Linked DNA regions of Gossypium raimondii: region 2 is linked to region 1. The links are chromatin contacts, called in public Hi-C maps. All regions are on one chromosome and are shown on one strand. The core of a region is the stretch at or near the end of the contact, and the rest is flanking DNA. Distances in the headings are between cores, read along the strand shown. Region 1 holds the start of LOC105791350 (endoglucanase 6). Region 2 holds the start of LOC105791355.

Evidence for each region. Hi-C and Micro-C count contacts between places; a contact is called where the count stands out from the background.
Region 2: a contact with region 1 is called in a Hi-C map of leaf, with 3 times the contacts expected there. The contact joins the promoter of LOC105791355 here to the promoter of LOC105791350 in region 1. A contact is called at or near these places in 2 of 2 Hi-C or Micro-C datasets (both in leaf).

What each region holds. Positions count from the first base shown.
Region 1 is chr8:36,815,255-36,820,926 of ASM2569854v1, reverse strand. LOC105791350 (endoglucanase 6) reads left to right here and starts at 2,872. Exons shown (of 9, transcript XM_012619390.2): 1 at 2,872-3,342; 2 at 3,475-3,687; 3 at 3,897-4,097; 4 at 4,938-5,027; 5 at 5,145-5,309; 6 at 5,394-5,672. The coding sequence starts at 3,133.
Region 2 is chr8:36,949,634-36,955,305 of ASM2569854v1, reverse strand. It overlaps LOC105791355, which reads left to right and starts at 2,731. Exons shown (of 1, transcript XM_012619394.2): 1 at 2,731-3,798. The coding sequence starts at 2,773. The coding sequence ends at 3,570. It overlaps LOC105791353 (probable polygalacturonase), which reads right to left. Exons shown (of 5, transcript XM_012619393.2): 4 at 5,219-5,289; 5 at 3,734-4,581. The coding sequence ends at 3,941.

The DNA.
Region 1 (5,672 bases), core at 1,623-4,122:
TTCACGTGTATAATTGCACCAAAGTAAAGTTCATCTATACAATTGCAAATTAAATCAAAGTATGTATAATTTTGATATCTATCCCTAAACTCTATAACGATAAGTGGTAAAAGTATTGTGGGGGCCCCTATACTAGGAATCAAATTGCGTTTTGCTCTCTCAACTCAAAAAATAGGCAAATTATTCTCTATACATTAGATCAAAGATCAAATTGGTACTTACTGTTAAAAATTTAATTCGTTTATACTGTTAAAAACTAACGTGGTTGACAGAATAACCAAACAGTGACACATGACATGTCATATATGCCTCATGCTGATGTACATTGACCAAATTTTAACAGTAGAAATAAATGAAATTTTTAACAAAATGACCAAATTATTCTTTGATCTAATATATAATGATTAATTTGCCTAGTTTTTGAGTAGAGAGGACAAAATGCAATTCAACTCCTACTACAAGATATACTTTTACCAAAGATAAGTTGGTATTCTTAATTACACCTAAAAAACATTTAAACTCTTAATGATGTTTAACTAGTATATTGAGTGACTAAATCAATACTTCATTTAAAACAAAGAGTTTGTCAAAATTTGAGTGCATAACAATCTAACAAATTAGCTCTAATTGCCAGAAAAAAGAGACCAAATTGAAGTAAACTGTTTGTGGAATTGTATTAGTATAAGCTAACAATTTGTAGTCAAAGTATAACATGTTTGAATAAAAGGAGTAACTAATTTAATTAGGCATCTCTTGCCTATTAGTTAGGAAAGCAAATTTGAATTCTGTGCTTGCGTTGCGCAACAATACTATCCAAAGATATTTTTGTAGGCCATAAAAGCAAAGTTGGTGGTACTGTTTCGGGCTGACTGTGTCCCGTTCTTTACCAACAACAAAGCAAAGAAAGAGTTCCACTTATGGAAGATGGCCTATGCCTTCAATTTATAACCAACGTTAATGTTTTAACATGGATTTCGCCACGTCAAAGTGGGAACAAAATTGGTGGGGGGGGGGGGGCAGGTGTACTTAGGGAGGCTGATAAAAAACTAACTCACCCGGACAGCCGGTGACCGCGTTGCCTAGGTAGAACCATCAGAAGTGATAGAACCGTTGTTAGCCGGTAATTGCGGAGGCTTGCCTCTTTGACTTACATACCGTACGTCTCCACTGTCCACATCTCTTGGTTTTTTAAAACCTTCTTATGATATTAAAATAAAAAACTCTTTTTTACTTTTATGAAAGGGCAAAAGGAAAAGCAAGATGACAAAAATATTTTCGGCAACCCCAAAAAAAGAAAAAGGTTAATTTCCGGCGGAGACCGTTGATTGCTGTTGGGAATTAAGCGCTCTCTTTTTGACCTTTTAAATAAAATAACCAAATGAAAATGGACATCTTGCACGGTTGATTTTACAAAGGATTGTCATATTGCCTACCGGATGCCGTCGGTGGACTCCTAATTTCAGAAGAGAAAATAAAATGGGGTTGTCGGGTTTGGCGAATCCTAGTTACCATTATCAACAATTCCGGTTGATGCTGAGAAGTTCCCTCAATAATTAAAGCAATTATTCAAATTCCATGTCTTCTAAGCTTGTCAAAAAAAAAAATTCAAATTCCCTCTAATATTTAGATTTTAATTCTACATCCAATCGTCATAAAAACCTCAACCCCCCTTTTCTTTAGCTGGACAAAAAAATGGCTTTTAGTTGAGAATTTAGGGTTACATTTAACCCCCTTCATCAATAATATATAACATTTACATTTATCCATTAATAATGCATCTTTTTCTTTATGCTTTTCACATCAATTCATTCTCCAAACATATGTAGATTTGTGGTCAATAAATTATATCTTAAAATTATTGTTTATGATAATAATTATATATTTTTTTAAATTTATATATATTATATATGAATCAATATAATATATATAATATTAAAAAAAATAAAAGGGACATGTGGTATATTCTAATAGCATAACATGGCAAATCAATGCCTGATCAATTACCGTCAACAATTGGTCAATATCTACCAATGATCAATCAATACTCGTCAATAGTCGATCAACGTCGACCACCGTGACATTTTTTTTCATTGATCAAAGTGGCCTAACAAATATTTTTAACCAACATTACAAAATAGATAAATAAAATTAAGTACAAAATTGAGAAAATGAATATATTTTAAGAGATTTAAGTTAATATTTAATACAATTTAAAAAGAAAAAGAAAAGAAAATGTCTAAAATAATTAGGGTTAGATATGTGCTATAATTGGCCTAATCAAGCAGTGTGGCAGCACCTGTAAAAGATGATACAGGGTTTGCAATTTTCCCATACCTAATACGACAGGAGACGCAAACGGACAGGTCGCAGGCTGCAGAAGCCAGATGATTAATTTTAAAATAAAAATAAAAATAATTTGCATTAATTATGGGTGAACAAATTTCAAAACATAAACCAAGCAGCCAAGTTTTGCAAAATCCAATTATGCCCACCATTTGTAACCCAGGACAGGGTACCCTCTCACATGCGGTGCCCAACAGAGATTTAATGGAGTCGTAATAAACTTCATGCCTTAATTTCAGGGGCATTATTCCCAAGTTACAAACAATGTAAGTTTAGTGGAGTGGAGAAGGCATAAAAAGAAATTCTACAGAAGAGTAAAAATCAGAAATTAATTTTAATCATGTTTAGCAGCAGTTTCCCTGCCAAAAAGAACCATTAAATCCGCACCGACTCTACCCAGTAAAAGACTAAAAGCGCCAGGGACACCCACATGACTTTGTTCTTTCCCTTTCCCTCTCCTCCAATTATTATTAAAAACTACTTTCAATACCAATTTTTAACCTCTCTTGCTCTTCCTTCCCTCCACTCCACAATATATAGAGGCTTCAGCTCCTCTTCCAATTCCCAATCCCACTGCTCTTTCTCTCCTCACTTTCATTTCTATCACCTCTTTTAACTCATTCCATTTTTTTTACCTTTCTCTCTTACTAGACTGCATTTTTTGTGTTCGATACCAAATGGGTTTCTCTTTTTAGTTTTAGAAACTTGAAGGAAACCCCACTCTGCTGCAGAAAGAGATCTGTTTTTGTTTCAACTTGAAACTTGAATTGTGTCTTTTGATAAGTTTGAATGTACATGGAGAAGTTGATGAGGCTGATTGAAATGACTCCTTTACTTCTGCTGCTTTTTCTTCCTTCTGCTTTTGCTGGACATGACTATAACCAAGCTCTGAGCAAGAGCATTCTGTTCTTTGAAGCTCAGAGATCTGGTTACCTTCCTCATAACCAGAGAGTTACGTGGAGAGCCAATTCCGGCTTGAATGACGGCAAGGCCAGTGGGGTAAGTTAAAGTTCCACTCTCAACTTGAACTTCTTTTCTCGGTCAAAACGTCACTTTTGTTCTTTGACTTGCTTCATTTAGAATCGAAAATTATGGTATTTATGGTTGAAGTTGTTTTCCCAAATTCTCAAGGTGGATCTGGTTGGAGGGTACTACGATGCAGGGGACAATGTGAAGTTCGGACTGCCCATGGCATTCACCATAACAATGATGTCCTGGAGTATTATAGAGTACGGGAAACAAATGGGTGCCAATGGAGAGCTCGGCCATGCGATGGAAGCAGTCAAGTGGGGCACTGACTACCTCATTAAAGCTCATCCCGAACCTTATGTCCTTTATGGAGAGGTACTCTTCCCGACCTTCTTCCCTCCTCGTGTTTCTTGCCATTCTTAACACTCCATTATTTTGTCACTAATATGTCCAAATTTTTTTTTCAAATCTCATACTTGATAGCAACACTTGGCTACTAATAAAATATTAGTTTGAATTTAATACTGCTAAAACTCAAAAGGACTCAATTAAAAAATAATTAATTTTGGTGAGATCCATTTTAGGTGGGCGATGGTAACAGTGACCACTACTGTTGGCAAAGACCAGAGGATATGACCACCAACCGTCATGCTTACAAGATAGACCCAAGCAACCCTGGGTCGGATCTGGCAGGTGAAACTGCCGCCGCCATGGCTGCCGCCTCAATCGTCTTCCGCCGTTCCAACCCTGCATATTCCACCGAGCTTCTTCGCCATGCCCACCAGGTATACATTTACGCAGTCTGTCTTCTCGCGTTGCTGGGACCATTGGATCCGCCGATGCATGTTAGCTTACACTCTATACCTTTTTTTATCAGAAGATGATGGAAAAAATGGTTGTTATTACGCACTCTTTTGTCGGCCTCAATTTCGCAACTTGGGGGGCCCAACCCTAGTTTTCATTTAATAAAAACAACCACCTCTGTCTACTTCTTTCTTCCACCAAAATACTACCACTGTTTTGAGCCAGGAAAAATAAAAACCTTTTAACCCTTGTAGTAGCTATATTTTGGGTGAAACGGTGTCGTTCGCTAGATTCTTGTTAATGGTTCTAAATTGATCATGGGTGGAAGGGGTGGGTATAGTTAGATTCTATATCATTATCATCTCTATAAATTTGGCTTTAATTAAATTTTTTATTTTTTATTTTTTTAAAATCAAATAAATATTTATTATTTTCTATATTAAGCTTTTAAAAGTTTATATAAAAATAAAATAATATTTTTTTCTAATGGAACGGATTGACTCCAGTGGATTGATGTTCTAATTTTATGACTCCTGGTGATGAGAACGCTTAGCTTTGCTTTTGCCCCATCCATCACGGGTAATTAATCTTTTATGACCGTACAGATCTCTCGTACAAGCATATCTTAACCGTCCATTTATACCCAGTCATTTCGTTCCTCACATGCCAACCCTGTCGGTGCTCCTCCAGTTTAACTTACATCCCCAAATTACCCTTGCCTCTTTCCTCAAATTGCTTCACCTACCCTATCCATTCTCTTCAACAAAAATTTCAATAATTTTTACAATATAATTAATTTTAATTTTTGTTTTTGTTTTCAGCTATTCGAATTTGCTGATAAATACAGAGGTAAATACGACAGCAGCATCACAGTTGCCCAAAAATACTACCGATCCATCAGTGGCTACAATGTAAGCTTTTCTAAATTTTATCAAAGCAATCAATTTGAGCAATTTATAGTTTTAATGGCAGAAAATAGCATGTTTACTGGTACGGTTTATTAATTAAGTTGGAATGTTATCGTGTAGGACGAGTTGTTGTGGGCCGCTGCGTGGCTGTACCAAGCTAGTAACAATGAGTACTACTTGAACTATCTTGGCAAAAATGGTGATTCTATGGGTGGAACAGGTTGGGCCATGACTGAGTTCGGTTGGGACGTCAAGTACGCTGGGGTTCAGACCCTTGTCGCCAAGGTATTATTTTCAATATCTGAATCTAGTACTTATTGGTTTCTTCAAGCTTCAAAATTTAACCTAGTAGTTTTCGTTTCCCTGTAGTTCTTAATGCAAGGCAAAGCTGGACTCCATGCACCGGTGTTTGAGAGGTACCACCAAAAGGCAGAGTATTTCATGTGCTCATTGATCGGGAAGGGTGGCCGTAATATTCAGAAGACTCCCGGGGGTTTGATTTTCCGACAGAGGTGGAATAATATGCAGTTCGTGACTAGTGCTTCGTTCTTGGCCACCGTGTACTCTGACTATCTCGCGTCCTCTAGGGGAAGCTTGAAGTGTGCTGCTGTCAATGTTGCACCATCTGAGCTTCTTTCTTTTGCAAAA
Region 2 (5,672 bases), core at 1,482-3,981, 130 kb before region 1:
AAGAATACATTTTACAACAAAACAGTTTAGACAGTAGCAGTTGTGTAACTTTGAAAAATCACCAAAAATGGTGAAAATTGAATTAGAGAGTGAATAAGATATGAAATGAAAGCTTAATGAGTCTATTTTTATATAAAAGAAACAGAGCAAGCAAAAGGGTTATACATTTTGAGATATTTGAATTTTAGTGAGGCAGAGTTGGATTGATTTCGGAATCCCCTGTTCTAACTTTGGAAAATAATTAAAAATTGTAAAAAAATAATTATGAGTTATAATTTATATGCTTAGAATCTTTAATTGAGTCTATTTTCAAAGGAAACAAACGGAAATATCATCCGAATTCTGTACAATAAAATAATTCATTTTTAGTGAAGAGAGGTCAGAGATGTTGAGCAGTGAAACAGGGGTGACTTTCATGAATAAACTGTACTAATTGGCCAAGCCAAAAATTCTGAAAATTTCATGGTAAGAAGATATGTGAGTCTAGTTCCTGGGAAAATTATAATTTGGAGCTCTGTAGCTCCGGATAAAAATAATTTAGTGACTGTAACCCGACTAGACAGCTTATTTGAAGTTGAATGAATAGTGAAACTATAGAGATTGTTATTTTTAAGAGTGTTATGTACACTAAGGATGTGGAATGGAGAGGGGGAGGAGGAAAAAATAAAATATACGAATGATTCGTGTATAATTGGCTATATGCTCGTTTATAATCGATAGACGCCGAATTGAATAGTAAATTCGTATCGGTATTGAATTTATTAATAGCAATTGTTAAAATTTTGAATAATATGTTAGTACTAAAAAAATAAAGTAAAAATCAATATTGAATTGTTTATGAGTTGAATGGGAATTATTATTGATATGATTTGAATTAAAAGAATTATTGTGGTATTGAAATGCAAATTGGATTGAGAAATTAATTTGAATTGTGAACACGAAGAGTTATGAATTGAATGAAATTGAAATAAAACATTGAATTGTTATTGCTTGTGAATTAGTCATTTTGGTACATAGATAATGTTGGATGATAATCATGCTTTGTGAAATATCTGTAGTCATAAGGATGATTATAAAGTATCTTGTTATTAGAATCATTTGGTAATGAGATGTTATAAAATTGTGAGATTTAATGGTTGATATGAATTTTAAGGCTAATTTACTAGTCGACTAAAGGAGAAATGAGTTTGTTGATGGTTGCATGATACTGAAATTTTGGCATATGCTCAAGATATGTAATGTAGTAATATGTGAAATTAATATGAAGAGATTTATGATTGTTATTAGTGTTGATTTTGGCATAATGTGGATTATTCAAGGTTGAAATGATTTAATGGATAAATTGAGTATATGAATGAGTTTGTATCGAGTCTTATAGGCTCTATTTATTATGAATACAATATTTCGAGGATAGGTTGTAAAGAATTATAAAAGCACGTTAATAATATAAAAAGTTTTAATTCGGATGAAATTTTGTAACTCGGTTTAATACGTATACAAGTGTATGTGTTTTAGTAATGCCTCATACCCTATTCCGGCATCGAATACGGGTAAGGGGTGTTACACTAGTGGCAGTGGAATGGTCAGAACAATTACCATTTGTTTATAAGATAATAATTAATTCACTAATAATGAACTCTTTTTTTTCTTATTTCATAAATAATTTTAAAAAATTATCATATATTTTTTAATATTTTATCATACACATACTATTTGTGGAGTGTGAAAACTATAGCATCAAATATTCATGGTGAATGTCAAGTTTAACGCGTTGCTTCTGTGTCCAATGTGAAATCAGAGTTTGGAAAAATGATTCAATTCCACATTACACACAATATAATACAAACAGGGCCAACCCTTATTTAAAGATTAATCAGACGTGCCAACCCAACACGGCTTAAATTTTTGTCAAGGAAGGAAAATAGGTTTAAATTTATATTTTTGTTGTACTTTATTTATATATTTGTATTATTATTTAAATTCTTAATTAAATTAGTGCCACACCAATTCAATTAAAAGAACTATTAAAATATTTTTCATATTTAAAATTAATTATATTATTATAAAAATATTTTTGTCTTATTTATATTTTAAATAAAATCAATAAACATTTTATATATATATAGTGAGATTCAAACCATTGTCACCCGCACTTATAAAATCTTAATTTTTCACATTGATTTAAACCACCTCAATTAAAATTTTGTTTTGATAACATTGTACATTTTAATTTTATTACACAGTTTTTCACTCGAGTATTACTTAGATTTTTCATCTAAATTATTTTTAATTTCGTACATACTACATATTTATTATTATCAAGTATTATTTTTAAACACAAAATAATATTTCACAAGTCTACTTTAAAAAGAAGCTTCTGGAGCAGATTTGTCAAACCCAAAACTTGTCCCATACGACACCAAACCAAAATCCCAAAAGTCAGATTTCCCCAGTTTTCAAATTTCTAATAGGTTCGCTATTGCTACTTATAATTCATTTGAAAGCATCTTAATTAGTATTCATTAATCCAAATTATAAAATTAAAATAATATATTCATATTAATAATTTCATTTGATACTAATAAAATTATAACATATTAATTTATCAGTAATAATTAAATATGTACTGTGTCCAAAGCCACGTGTTGGGTCACCCCTATTGACCCGTTCCGGCACCACCTCCTGTTTCCAAGTCAAAACCACCGGTCCTGACACAGCCCCTTTTATTAATCCATATTTCATGCCTTCACCAAAAATCCCTTTTAGACAAAAATGGCTAGACTCGCTTTTCTCTTCACCCTTACTTTCCTCCTCTTCACCTTCTCTCACGCCCGCTTCATCACATCTGAATCCCAACATGATGTCACCCCCGAAAAATCCGAATCCGAATCCGACCCCGAATCCGCCATCCTTCTCCCCAGCGAGAAACCCCACTTTGAACCCCCCAAATTACTCGACTTCAAGCACGATGATGATGCCTCCGGCGTCGCCTCCGTTCCTTTGACCAGGATCAGTTTTAACCCTGTCAACCGCCACTTCCCAAGGCGTCCCTTGATTCCGTTCCGTCACAAGCACAACTGCCGTTTCCATAAACGCTTCAGGCCTTTGAATCCACGCTTCCATCAGAAGCGCTTCATTTCTTACGGCAACGATATGATACTGTCCAACGAGAGAAGTTTTGACCCAGAGTCACGCGGTGTTGTTCGCCAGATCGAGGCCAGTTGGGGCAGTTTTGACGATGATGGCACCGAGTCTAAGCATCATGTAGGTTTTATGAAGCCAGACCACCATGACCACGAACACCATGATGAAGACCATGACCACGAGCACCATGATGAAGACCATGACCAGGAGCACCATGATGAAGACCATGACCACGAGCACCATGATGAAGACCATGACCACGAACACCATGATGAAGAGGATCATGAGGAAGAGCATCACCACCACCACCACCACCACCATCATCACCACCGCCATCATCACCATGGAGAGGAAGAAAGGGATGAGACAGAGGAGCACGAGGGCGGGTTCATGGAGAAGTTCCGGAAGTATTTTATTCATTTTTGAATATACCCTGCACGTTATCTAAAATGATCATAGTGATCTAGTGTTGCATCTATCTATATGTTTATTTGGGTAATTTTCACTTTCTAGTCACCAGCCCTTAGGGTATGCGTGCATATTACTATTTAGTGTGCCTTACTATGGGTTGTAAATAAGATTGCACTCGTTTGAGATGAACCATATGATGTTCCTTGTATTATAGTAACTGCGCTGTGAGATTTCATATTGCCAGATCACTGGTTTTGTTGTTCTGTTTTTCATGAATTTTTTTACTTGTTGCAATGGAAAGGTTTAACGTGAATATTAAAGAAAAAAAAAAGAGACATAAAAGGGTTAAAATCAGAGTAGAAAACTATATTTTATAACATGAATCTTAGGAATGGCTGGCGCATGAACCACTCTGTTCTACGCTGGTGAGTTCAGCGCATGGCCGTGGGCTAACCTCGATTGCAGCCCCCCTTATGGCATTGCAGTTCCAGGAAGGAGGTCTTGGTCCAGTCGTGCCCTGGAGGGTAACGTTTGAAAGACAGATGCCGGTGAAAGTGGCATTCTCGATGCCATGCATCCAACCTGCTCGCTGGACATTCACACCCCAAATGTTCTTTAACATAAGGTCCTTGACATATGGGAGGGCGTTTGGGTTAAAATTGTTATCAGGGTGGTCGCCGGTGTCACCTGCTACTTTTATACCTGTTCTAACGTTTTCCATGAACAGTTCAGACACTGTGATGTTCTTTATAACCCCTCCCCTGCCGATGTTAGTCTTGATGTGAACACCAACTCCGGAGTTGTAAAGATTTATGTTCTCGGCCAACACATTCTCCACTCCTCCAGATGTTTCACTTCCCACTGCAACTCCAGCAAATGGGGTTGAACCTGTTACTCGCCGAACAGTGATGTAAGAACTGGGGCGTCCATAAGCAATCCCGTATTCATCCCATCCACTCTTCACTGCCACAAGGTCATCCCCGGTAGAAATGAACGAGTCTTCTATGCAGACATTGGAGCTTGAATCTGTACCAATGAGGCATTTAAGTATAATAATTAAAATCTCCAAGAAATTTCTCCATTCAAATAAACAGAAGAACACGGAAAAACTGATCCCTCACACAATATCACGGTGTTCATTCTTAATTACAGCATGGGAATCAATTAATGAACATAGCCATTTTTCAAGAAATTCCGACCGATAGCTTTTACAATATAAAATATATATATGCAGGGCAAGGAGCAAATGATAGACATCCCACTAGATTTCATTCAGATTTGAAAATTACACCTAATCAACCAAAAACAATTCCTTTCTTCACTTCCTTTTCCAACATTTGGGAAGAGGGTCATCAGAATCAATGTTGTCAAGGGCGCCAGGTGCACTCGAGGCACTAGGACCTCTATATAGCCTGAGGTGCAAGGCGCAAAAAAAGAGCTTGCCCGAGTAAAACGAGGCGTAACCATATAAAATATAAATATATATGTAAAATGTATATGTTTTATGAAAACATATGTAACTAATACGTATAATTAATAAGTTTTATGAGTTTTATACGCGGTTCAACATTATCAAAACTGCCTTAAGTGCTTGCTTGAGTGTGAATATCAAACCCTAAGAGGAATTCAACAAATAAAATTACTTCCGTTTTCTTTCTTTTACCTGGATCAATCCCATCAGTATTTGGGGAGTCAGGTGGAGCAAGGATGGTAACATATCGAATAACAACATCGCTGCAAAGAAGAAAAAGATATCTAAGTTAGGATTCTAAACATGCAATTCTTACTAAGTATAAAAATACAAGAACAGCCAACGAAGGTACACCAATTAACGTGATCATAATAGCAAATCCAATTACCAACTAATTAACTCTTGCTACAAACTATGCTATAGAAACACCTTTGGAGCACCCTGAAATGTGCATACCTGCTTTCCTTCAGCTCCTTTATTGTTAAATGTGACAACGTGCAAGGCTTGGAAATCACCATAAAGGAAGAGGAAATGTAATGAAATTGAAAAAGAAAAGGAAAACAATAATGATTCAATTTGTCTTAAAGTCAGAGTTCCTTTGATTTTCATTGCACAAAAATGGGGTTTTCTTGCAGACTTTCATGTA